2 separate regions of the Cricetulus griseus genome follow, and region 2 is linked to region 1. The links are chromatin contacts, called in public Hi-C maps. All regions are on one chromosome and are shown on one strand. The core of a region is the stretch at or near the end of the contact, and the rest is flanking DNA. Distances in the headings are between cores, read along the strand shown.

Evidence for each region. A called contact is a pair of places that touch in the nucleus more often than the background predicts.
Region 2: a Hi-C map of fibroblasts shows a contact between it and region 1, with 4 times the contacts expected there. The contact joins the enhancer-like site here to the promoter of Peak1 in region 1. A contact is called at or near these places in 2 of 8 Hi-C or Micro-C datasets (fibroblasts and liver).

What each region holds. Positions count from the first base shown.
Region 1 is chr4:167,923,401-167,929,493 of CriGri-PICRH-1.0, reverse strand. Peak1 (inactive tyrosine-protein kinase PEAK1) reads left to right here and starts at 3,042. Exons shown (of 7, transcript XM_027415020.2): 1 at 3,042-3,174. It overlaps Hmg20a (high mobility group protein 20A), which reads right to left and starts at 2,982. Exons shown (of 11, transcript XM_027415024.2): 1 at 2,847-2,982.
Region 2 is chr4:168,014,859-168,021,005 of CriGri-PICRH-1.0, reverse strand. No RefSeq gene overlaps it. Among named protein-coding and RNA genes, the nearest start is that of Hmg20a, 91 kb to the right of the region's middle. Within about 2 kb of position 4,060, at least 6 of the 6 cell types and tissues checked have open chromatin away from gene starts, as enhancers often do. A contact at or near this core is called in fibroblasts, where this site is marked.

The DNA of each region.
Region 1 (6,093 bases), core at 1,793-4,292:
TTAAAAAGGAGGAGGACTGGGTTGCACAGGCTTCCTTCTCTATTTTTCACCAGCGTATCTAATAATTCTTCTTTGATGGGACCAATGAATAACTGTCACTTATCACAAAACATCTTCCTGATATGTACTTTCTATATTGCTTTCTTCTCAATAGACAGTTCTTCAAGCTGCACAAGTCTCTCCACTGCAATTTGTCTTATTTCCATTACACTGCATGTCTTCCATGAATATCTTCAGGATCAATTTAATAAACTCCCATGCTTTCCAAAGCTGTTCCCAAAAGGCAATACCAGTACTGTACCTCAACTACTATCATGACATTATTTTCTCTCATTCTCATTTAGCTCTATCATCCTTCCATATTTCAATTCTGAACACTATGCTTTAATTTTTTAGGGTGGTTACATCTAGTATATTACATTCATTAGAAGACAGTGAATACTTTCTCTCTATTCAATTAATATCCACTTGATGCAGTGCTACATGTCCCTAACTTTCTATCAATAACCATAGACAATATTTTGCCTTATCTTTAAAAAATTAACTACTGTAAAAATTTTGTAGTATTTTACCTATTGATTTTAGCACCTCAGAATTTTTGTTGGTGGTGGGTGGCTCTGGGGATGAAATGGATGGAAGTCCTTTCAGATGAGGCAAGTGCTCCACCCCTCAGCCACATCCCTAGCCCATCAGACAGATTTATTTATTATTTACTTTTGAGATAGGGTCTCATTGTGTATGTCTGGCAGGCCTGGAACTCACTGAGATCTGTCTGCCTCTGCCTCCTCTGAGTGCTGAGATTAAGGGGGATGCACCAACATACCTGGCTAGGCTGATTTTATTTTTATTTTTTCGCCCGTCAGTACTGGTGATAGAAACCCATATCCAGGGGCTCATATTAAATACAGAAGGCAAATGCTCTATCATTTAGCTATACTTCCAGTCTAAGAACAATTTGCTTCTTCTTTTATTGAAAATAGCTTTTCAAGAAATCTTTTTTGATTAGTGCCCCCCCAAGTTTCTCCCCTCCCATCCGAATTTAACCCCTTAATAATAAAATACAATAACATATCAGAATAGGACAAAATAAGAAACGAAGCCAAAGAGAGGAGAGGAAGACAAGAAACTCATAGATGCAGAGACACACACATTCACAGACACAGGAACCCATAAAATCTCCAAACTGGCCATAACATATGCACAAAGGACCTCTAAGATATAAAGAAAAAAAAAAGCACGGAAACTACAAAGATGTATTGAGTTCATTTTGTTTTGGCCATGTACTGCTGGGCATGGAGACTATCCTTAGGAGTGGTTGGTTTCCCCAGTGAAACTCCTTTAGAGACAACTAATTTTTCATTTGTAAGTGGCTATCCATTGGAGAAAGCTTGTGGATTAGGGATGGGGGCATGTGTCCACTTCTCTTTTTAGCTCTAGGCCCCCATCTAGTATAGACCTGTGCTCATGCTTCCACAGCCTCTGTGAGTGCATATATGTGTCATACATATGTTTTTAGGACTAAGAATTAATTTTTATGCCAATATTAAGGTAAAAAATTATTTTCATGTTTAGTTTAAAATATTTTCTACTCTTAAGTGCAAGCAATTAAATTAGAAATACATGCATGTTAATATTGGAAGACAAAATAATTTTAGGTTCAAGATATCTCAAATTTAAAAAAGAAGGTTGAGAATTTTACAAAATGAAGTTTAAATAGACTGATTCTGCCAGCAAAAATACACTCATATGCTGTGTTGCTTGACAAGAAAAGCCAAGGAATCAAAATTGTTGTTTATTTGCACTTTAGATACCGTTTCTTATAAAAAAAGAAAAAAGAATATAGGAAAACAGAAAGTTCTGTCTTATTCACCTTTTGTTCTTTGTGAATTATTTCCCCCTTACTCAACATGTGAGCTGAACCCATCATCCTTGTGCCATGTCTTAAAACCATAAACAAAACTCAGTTTGAAATCAGTGACAAGTTCGATTAAATTACAAAGGGGGGAAAACACAATAAAATGCATCTTTCATAAATGCCACACATAAGCTACATGAAAACAATATTCAGGTTGATAATGCTGTTCTCAGGCATGGGGCAAATCCTCCAGTCCTAAAGTCTACATATGTAATATACTGATTGCATCTATTAATGTAACATCAAATTTAAGTACTGCACTACGATATTCTCTCCCTTTGCAAACATGAAAATGCCTCGTAATTTATGTGAACCATTTGGTCCTCTAACTAATAAACTACCTCCTCAAAAGAGTGGGTAAAGAGTTCCTGCTTCCATGTCTAGGCAGCGACCCCACTACTTCACTCAGTTAAGGACACATTTGACTAGGGTGCAAGAGCGGGCACCACACGAGTCACACAACAAAATATGTAGTCTTGCAGAGAATTTTAACAAGGTGTTTTGAATTCTTTGGAGAAAGCATAAAGAAAATCTTGCCGGGGAGAAATAACACATAAAGACAAAATACATAAATTCTGACCGTGGCCTGGTGATTATAACAACTTGGGGGAAGAACCGAACTTGTGACCTGAAAACAACCCCCAAGGCAGCAGGAACTGACTTTGAGAATGGCACAAACCAACACCTTTTCTGGCTGTCATCAGCACGGGAAGTGGCTTGGACACCCCCCAAACATCATCCTACCCCACAGGAAGTGAGTTATATTCCCCCTCCCCTATGACAGCATGTCTCCCTTCCCCCAACCGGAAGTGAGGCGCCCCCATTCAGTGGGCCTCAAACCAAGACAAACCAATAACAGCAGCAGCAAAAGAGGGATGATCTTCAAAGGGGGAAGATTGTGGTTACCCCCATGCTCGTCTTGCTTACTAACCTGCTGACGGTAGGGGCAGGCAGGGGCCTGGGGACTAATGAAAGTCCCTTGCACAGAGGACAATTCCCTCAGCCCCTCTCAATCGCCTTCACTCTTCACTCCGTCGTCTCACAGCTTGACAGAAATTCCTCCGCAGTACTTAATTTTGGTGTCTTTTCTTACTCTTTACCTAATCACTTAGTCACCTCCAGATAGGTAACCTCTCTTATCGTGGTGGTATTTAGAATTGTTCCGGTGAGGAGAGACGTGAAATATTATACCCGATACTTTCAGAGAAATGAAGGGATTATTTTGCCCAATGCGGCGAAGGACTACGTGACTACGCAAGGTGAGACTCACTTTCGCTAAGGTTTTTGGGAAATGTAGTTTTTGCCATACCTAAGGCTCTCAAAAACTAGTGGAACTTAAATTGGTAATTATTGTCTACTGGAGCCTTTGAGAACACTTATTCTGTACTGACTACTGGCTGACATAAAATGATTAGGCCCCGGGAAGGTCCAAAACTGCGCTGTTAGTTTCCACTGGCGTTTAATTGAACCCAAATTCCCCATCACGTGGGCTCAAGGTCCCGGTTGCCACGCCCTCTAGTTTTGGCCCCGCCCCTTAGCCAATCAGACCTTCTCTAGGTCTTGTTCTCCGGATATTGGCACGCCGGGAGGCGTGGCCTCTTGGCAGCTCCTCCCATGGGGCGGAGTGGAGAGCTCCGAGACGCCGAGCTTTGGTGCGCGCGCGCGCGCTATCTCAAGAACCGAAGCGGTCGAGGGTGCGCGCGGCAGGGCGGCGTGCGGGGTTGGGAGGAGCGAGCAGACTGGTAGGCTGGGTGGACGGCGAGCGGCCGGGAGCGCGCTGTGGACTCCGCGGCCGCGAGTAGTTAGTTAGTTGTGTCAGTTGCTCGGTGGCGGCGGCCGCGATCACCAGAAAGGGGACGGGACGGGCGGCAATGGTGATCATTGCAACGGCGTGTGCTTCCCCTCAGGTAACGGGGGCAGGGTTGCCCACGTACCCTCCGGTCCCTTTCCCACGCGCGCTGGCTTGTGGGGCCAGGGTCGCCGCGAGGTGAGGACGCGGACCTAGGGGAATCTGGACTGGGCGGCGCCGCAGGGGCTCGGCAGCCGGTGCGTCCAGCAGGGCGCAGGCTGCAGCGTCCCGGCCACCCACGCGCCCCGCGGGGGCCGCGAGCCCTCTCGTGCCCCCCGTCGGCCCAGGCCTCGCTACCCTGGCTGAGAAGGTCCCGGTAGCGCGGCGCCCCCCAGAGGAGGGAAAGTTGGAACCTGGCGGCTAGGGACTTCCCGGGGCTGGGCTGCTAGGTTCCAGGGGAAAGTGAAGCCTTAGAGGAGCTGGACGCGGGAGGCTGGGGCAGGAAGGGCTTCTGCCAAGTATGTACGGTCATCCCACTCCCAGACCTGGGAGGATAGGGTTCAGCCTTGCAGCATCAGTCAGGACGGAACCGGTGGCTCTGTGCCTGCTCTCTTCACGCTCTGGCTGGTGAGCCCCTAACGCGCGGACTTAATGGGTTGCTTAGGGGTTTGGGATTTTGAAAGGTTGGATTAGACAGTTTTTTTTTTTTTTTTTCCCTTCTTTGCCCTTTGACTTAGGCATTCTTGAGACTTTCCTTTCCTCCTTCGAAGAGAACTGACCATCTGAACTGGGTCCCCTTCTCGTTTTTTCCCATCTTACGCACCATCCGTGAGAGAGCTCGATTTCGTTCTTGGACTACACTAATGACTGCTGAGAGCAATAGAAAAGAGGAGTTCCCCTCACCCCCCTTCCCCCAAGTCTCATTTCTGCAGTCCTCTTTTTAAAGATCCGTGGAATGGAGTTATTGGAAGGCTGGCGTTGAAGGGTAGAGATGAGTTAGAGGAAAACTATGATTTCATCTTTATTGGCCTTACTATAGAAAATCTAGTACATTTTTCTTTCCCTCTGTTGAATGTGGTAAGATTACACTTTCAATTAAATACTTGGCGACTTACATAAAAGACTATTTTTAGGTCACTGGATGATGTACATGAACAGCCTTTTCACCTGAATTGGAATTGCTTTGAGTAGTCTGTTTGGCGGCCTGGTGTTTTTTTTTGTTATTGTTGTTTGTTATTGTTTGTTTTTTTTTTGTTCCGCCACAGTGTCTCTTCTTTACCTCCCCTGCTAAATGAAGTGTGTAGTCAAGAGAACACATACTGCTCTCTGCAAAGTGGAAAAAAAAATAAAAATAAAAACCCGAAAGCCCAAACTTGAATTATCCACAAGGGTAAAACTTTCCATGAGCAATCTTGGATACCCACTTCATGATGGCTTCTTTTGTAATCTCAAGAGAAGTTTAGATCTTTCAATTCACTGGCTACCCTAATTACTTTTCAAAGTGCTTGGCACGTCTTTGGTGGCTTTTTCAGTAAACTATAATTGCAGGTGAGGTACATTTCCTTGGCTTCCAAGATAGGAGTTAGTAGCCTTATCAGAGAGATTAACAGTTAACAGTGAAAGCAGAATTCATACCATTGCCAGTGATTTCTGGCAATGACCAGCTCACAAACTATGTGAAAAAACAAACATCCCCTCCATAGATGTCAGAGGGGAAGAAGAGAAAATACTTTATCATGTCTATTTTGGAGAGAGTAACATGACTATGTTATGTGGGAGAAATTTCTGTAAAGCTTTTTGATTTGCAGCCCTCCTTTCTTCCACCTTTTGTGTAGGGACGGACATTTATGATTGGCTGGTTTCCAGTGTTGTGAGAAGTGTTTTGGTGAGAGGAAAAGATAAGCTTATTCTGAGTTGTTAGGGTACTGACTATTCATTTTGTCTAGTAGCAGTGCAGAGAAACTTCTGCAGTAGTATTTGTACCCCATTAACATTCTGTCAGAATTCATTTTTAAGAGTCTGTCCTGAGGCCCATAAAGAAATAATGCCACTTTGTAACTGTTTCTGACAGTCACATTAAAAGGTTCGTTCCTGAAATGCATTATATGTGTATGCATATAAACATTTATCTTTGTACATTTATGGTAATGAAAATATTTAAGTCTGAGAGCTTAAAAACTTTTATTTGCTTATTTGCATACATGCCTTTTAACAGCTAACAGTGCCAACCATATTTGCCAAATAAGCATCAACCATAAATTCAGGCTTTGGCACATTTCATATAATAACTCTTCTAAATTGCTCCATGGTGAAGCATCATGAGATTAGCATTTGGTTCATGAGAGAGATTTGTTGTTGTTTTTAACTGTAATGATGTGCTGTTTAAGGG
Region 2 (6,147 bases), core at 2,811-5,310, 90 kb before region 1:
CAAAGTTGACCTCAAATTCTTGATCCTACTGCCTCATCCTCCTCAGTACCGGTGTTCCTTAAATACTTTGAATAAGTGCTTGCAGTATAAGATAGACCTGAGTTTATACTCTGAATCTGTAAGGTGCGATTGCTTGAGTGGCCTTGGCTCCTTTAATGTAACCCGGTTTCAGTTCATCTGCACAACACAGAATTTTCCAAAGTCTTAAATGCAATGGCAAAGGTAAAAGCAGGGCTGGCCTGTAGAATAGAAGTTCTAGTATGAGCAAAGCTGTGGGTTCCATGTCCAGCACAGGGGACAAAAGTAAAAACAAAAGCCACAACTATTATTTTATTTGAAACAGAATGATTGAAGGATTCTTGCATCTTAGAAATATTGCTTTGTAGGCTGTCATGATGGCTCAGCAGGCAAAAGTGCTTGCTGTTATCCCAATGACTTGAGTTTGATAGTAGGGTCCTGTTGTGGAATATTAGCTGAAGATGTGTTACATTCATTTATACTGTGGAACATTTGTTTAATGATGCAAAGATGTGTTGCATTCTTTTATGTTGCATTTGTTTAACTCTGTGAAGCTGTGTTACTTTGCCTGTCTAAAACACCTGATTGGTCTAATAAACGGCTAAATGGCCAATAGCAAAGCAGGAGAGAGAAATGGGTGGGGTTGGCAGGCTAAGAGAATAAATAAGTGAGGAAGAGAGAGAGGAAGGAGTGAGAAAAGGAGGAGAGGAGGATGTCAGGGGCCAGTCACCCAGCCAGTAACAGAGGAAGAAATAAAGAAGACATACAGAATAGAGAAAGGTAAAAACCCTGAGGCAAAAAGTAGACAGGATAATTTAAGAAAAGCTGGCTAGAAACAAGCCAAGTTACGACTGGGTATTCATAAATAAGAAAAAGTCTGTATTATCCCCTATATTTATTTGGGAACTGGTAGACAGTCCCCCTAGAGTCAAAGAGTATATATAAAAAACAACAACAAAAAACAACTACAGGGCCCACATAGTAGAAAGACTCCTAGAAGTTGTCCTCTGACCTCCACATACATGCTATGGTTCGTGCATGCTCTTGACCCCACACAAAATAAATAATAAATAAATAAATAAATATTGAAAAAAATTTAAAAGAAAAAATATTGCTATTAGCTTATGTGCATGCTTGTAATGCTAACACTTAGAAGTGTGAGGCAGGAGGGTTGTAAACTGGAGTCAAGCTCGGGCTACAGAAAGACCCTGTAAAAAAGGGTAAAAATGAAAATATTTCCTTTTGGTGATATACAAGACATTGTAAAGGGTCTGAGCCCAAACCCAAAGCTAGGTGAGAGTCAACTGCAGAATTAGTGAGAAACCACAGTGGAGATTGTGAGAGTCTGGGGGTTGAAGATTCTAACAGCTTGCCGGGCGGTAGTGGCACACATCTTTAATCGCACGCAGAACTTGGGAGGCAGAGGCAGGCAGATCTCTGTGAGTTCAAGGCCAGCCTGGTCGACAGTGAGTACCAGGACAGGCTCCAACGCTACACAGAGAAACCCTGTCCCTCGCCCCCCCCAAAAAAAAGATTCTAACAGCTGGGGTGGGGATGGCAGGGAGGAGGAAGGGCTGCATGGGAGAACTCCTTCCTGTGAATGAACTGATGAGGGCAGAGAGTCCTGAGCAGAACCAGGGGGAAGTGTGCACAGCACCCGTGGACAGTGACCCTCTTCACTAGGTTATCAGATCCAGGAAAAGATGCGGGTTTAGGGAGACTTTGTTCTTAGTTTTGGACAAACTGAATTGAGGTGTCTCCAGGTCAACAGACAGAAAAGGCCTGAGGGAGACAGAAATAGATTAGGAACTCCAGAGAGGCAGATTCAGGATGTCCACATGTGGGAGGAGATGCTGGATGGTCCAGATGATGTCCCTGTTGTTGGAGACCTGGATGGTCCTGGGTTTGTGAATCAGCTCTGAGAATAATAGAAGGTAGAACTCATATATAGCTAGCATAATTTATTACTACAACAATGATCTATTTATTTTTAAACTTTTGTATCTATCTATCTATATCTATCTCTATATCTATATATATCTATCTCTATATCTATATATAGATCTATATATAGATCTATATCTCTATATATCTATATAGATATAGAGATAGATATATATTTTTTTGGTTTTTCGAGACAGGGTTTCTCCGTGTAGTTTTGGAGCCTATCCTGGTACTCGCTCTGGAGACCAGGCTGGCCTCGAACTCACAGAGATCTGCCTGCCTCTGCCTCCCGAGTGCTGGGATTAAAGGCGTGCGCCACCAACGCCCGGCCTTGTATCTATACTTTTATGTGTATTGGAGTCAAGCTCGGGCTACAGAAAGACCCTGTAAAAAAGGGTAAAAATGAAAATATTTCCTTTTGGTGATATACAAGACATTGTAAAGGGTCTGAGCCCAAACCCAAAGCTAGGTGAGAGTCAACTGCAGAATTAGTGAGAAACCACAGTGGAGATTGTGAGAGTCTGGGGGCTGAAGATTCTAACAGCTTGCCGGGCGGTAGTGGCAATGTGTGACATGTATGTGCACCATGTGTGTACGGTGCCCTTAGAGGTCAGAAGATGATGTGGGATCCTCTGAACTGGAGTTATAGGCAGTGGTGAGCTGGAAACCAAATGGAGTCATCTGCAAGGACAGCAAGTGCTCTTACTCACTGAGCCATCCCTCCAGCCCCTGCTTTGTCTGTTTTGATGGAGACTCAGAGATTTAGTCTAGCTGGGATCATCTGGTCACTTACATTAACAGTCTTAACAGGAGATACACATGTGACCCAGCAGCTGGGAACTAGAGGACCAGTGTCAACAGCTTTTCTAGGTACACAAGGAAGATCCAAATCCCCACTTAATAGATGGCAAAAACAAGTCTGTAAGAGAGGCAAGCCTGTCTCGGCCCACAGCAGTGTTAACAGTGGGAAGCAACTTTGGTTGAACCAGCTGGGGAACTCTAGGCCTGCAGAAGAACCTGGAGACAGAGGCCTGTTGGAGTGGCACGGAAGGGAGGAAAAGCACTTCAGGTTCAAGTTGCTAGTTTTGCAGAGTGTAAAATTACCGCACAAGTCCTAGAGAATAAACAGAGTTAACACCCCATTAAATACAATGGACTTCCGCTGTGTGCGCCAGACGTGCTAGGACTGAAACTAGCTGAGCGGGAGGGAAATGTATCACACCCGCTGCCTTCATGCTTCCAAAGAAGAAAAATCTAGAGCAGGGGCAAGAAAGCGCCCGCAGCCAGCGGCTCTGCAGGCTCAGGGCTGAGGACCTGGTAATGAAGTCTTTCTGGAAGGTAGGAAGGGCTGTGTGCAGAGTGCTATTTTTAAACCTGCTGTAGTGGCAGTTGTATTCCTGCCCTGGCACTTTCTCTTGCAAAGGAGGGGCTCGGGGGAACGCAGCCAGGAATTTAGATGCTATTTATTGTATTTCCTTTTATCAGTCAAATGATTTTCTTATTTCCCACGTAGATAAAGATCTTGCGCTCACAGCTTCGGCTTGTTGACCTTGTCAGGACTGCTGTGCTGTCTGGAAATTGGTCCCAGAGAGAGAAAAGGGCATTGTTGTTAGGGGCTGCTTGGTGGATTGGGTTTTCGGTTCTCCCAGCAGAGAGGAACTCAGTTTGCCAAATATAAATAAATAAAAACCTTCCCCTCAAAACAGAAACTGATTGTCTTATGCCTTCTTTTTTCTCTTGCAAAACTGAAAGGTTGTCCAATAAGTTTGGTTCAGTAGCCATCTGCACCTGGCTTTCCAGGAGTACACACACACACACACACACACACACACACACACACACACACACACACACTCAAACCTCTCTCCCTTCTCTCCTTTCCCTCTCTTCTCTCTCCTTTCCCTTTTTCTCTCCCCCATTCCCCATTCTTTCTCCCTCTTTTCCCTCTATCGCTCTCTTCTCCTCCCTCTTCCTCCTCTCACACTTTCTACCCCCCCTTCCCTCTCCCTCTCCCTTTCTCCCCCCCACCCCCAAACACACAGCGAATCGGCTCTGGCAGTGTTGCAGAGCCTCCTTCTTGGCAGGAAACAGGGCAGAGGGGCGGGGCCCCCTCTGTCTGGGTTGCCAGCTCCGGGCCGGTGGAGATGCCAGGACGCCTGAGCTGAGCCATGGCAGCTTCCACTCTTCTGGAAGCCTCTCGGAGCCAGCCAGGCCTCTGCCAGCTCCTTCCAGGGGCACAGTGAGGCCGCGGGGCTGCCTCTCGGCCGGAGGCCTCCTCGTGGGCTCGCTGCCCCTATTGTCTCTCCTGGCTTGGGGCTGCCGGCCAGGTTCGCAGGCAGAAGTCAGCGCCACTGCCGCTCACCTCGGAACTAGCTCAGCAGATGCTGCGGGAGGCTGGAGTTTTATTGCAAATCCTCATTTTTGGCTGGCTCACAGCTACAGAACATCAAAAGAACCAGCTAGTCTGAGGGCAGCCAGCGCCTTGCAGGCTCGCAGTGGGAAGGGTGAGGAGGTGCAGGCCTCCGGCAGGCTACGGTGAGCCGACTGAGGTTTTAACCGAGATCAGCTTTCCAGACCCCTCGGGTCCTTTCCCTCCACCGCAGTGCTTCCTGGTTGGGACGGCAGAGGGCGCTCCCTCCTCTGACAGCACTGCGACCCGGCCTGCCTTCCCACACATCTGGAAATGGGCTCTACCACTCTTTCGAAATACCAGAGAGCCAGGGATCTGTCTGTGTGAGATGTGCTGGCACCCGAGTGCGCACGCATACACATCACAAATTCCACTTTCTCATGAGTTAGATTTCCCGTGAAGAGCGCTTGTGGAATGTGGGGAATTTGCCTTGCCAAGGCGGCCAGCACATCCTATTCTTGGGCTTGTCTGGCCTCGGTTGTAATGCTTAGATGGACCACCTCTGGTCTGAAGCCTTTGCCCTCCCCTCCCACGTGGAGTGGGGAAGAAAAACAGGAGACCTCCCAGATCTTTTCCTCAAGGGAAGAAAATTTAAAATGTTGAGCGCTGACCTTATAGGCCTTCCTGATGAAAGCAGATGTGGAAGTCCAAGACAGGGTCTTCCTAATTACAAGAGATTAGGAATGCCAAAGTGACAAGCCAAGGATGGAGGAGTGAGGGGCTGAAGCCAGCCAAAAGCCCTAGTTGCTATTCTGAGACTTCACCCCCGACTTCTGAAAGCTGCATGCATTTAAATGTCCACATTTTCTGCAGAAGCCAGAAATCTCCACTTCTCTTGGCCAAACAACACATCAGTCTAATATGGTGTGGGAGAAATATGTTACATTCTTTTATGAACAGAATGTTAACATCACCCAGAATCAATATTTATATCCAAGAACACAATGAACCGGCTTGTTTTGTACTGCATGACTTTAAGACAGGGACAGACAAGCTGAGGTTCAGGCATCCCAAAAGGGTTCTTCCTGGAAGACTGGGGTTGGGTCCCTTTCTGGCTCCACAGTCCTCTTGTCTCTTGGGATTGTAAGAAGACACCAGAGCAAGCAAAGCAGGAACCAGTGATGAGGTCCCGGATGTGAGACAGCATGGGCGGCATCCGTAGGCAGGTCAAGGCCTCCTCCTGTCAAGTGAGGAGAGGGCCAGGGTTGCATCCGGTCTTTCCTGCTGAATTGAGACTAGGTGCTGACACAGAACAGACAGGAACTAGAGGGAAGTGATGCTGTTCCCTCATAGGTGTTCTTTTTGGATCAGGCAATTACTTTCAGGTGAGGCAGGGACTGGGAAAGAGGCCTACCGCTATCAAATGTCTTTGTTTGTTCCTTTGCATTGATTTTTTTTTTTTTTTTTAACCTTTCTTCCTCTGGAGACAGCTCAGAGCCCGGAGTCAGCTACTTGTTCCCTGCATGTAAAATCTTTACCTAATTAAAACAAAAACAAAGGCCTTTCCCAGAAGATTTTGTGTTTCCCAGCAACATAGAATCTCAAAATGGGAGCTTCCTCTCTACCCTCTTCAATGTGAGGTCTCAATGAGACCTCCTTTTGCAGAGCAAGTTGGTCGTCTTCGTTTTCAGATGAGGCACTGAATGCTAGAGCTTGCAGCAACAGTACTTGTCTCTCATTAAATACCTGGAGCTCATTACCACATATCCTGCAGCAGTCTTTAGTGCCTTAATAGGCATGATCATCAAGAAAGATCCTTTGGTTTAGAAGGAAGA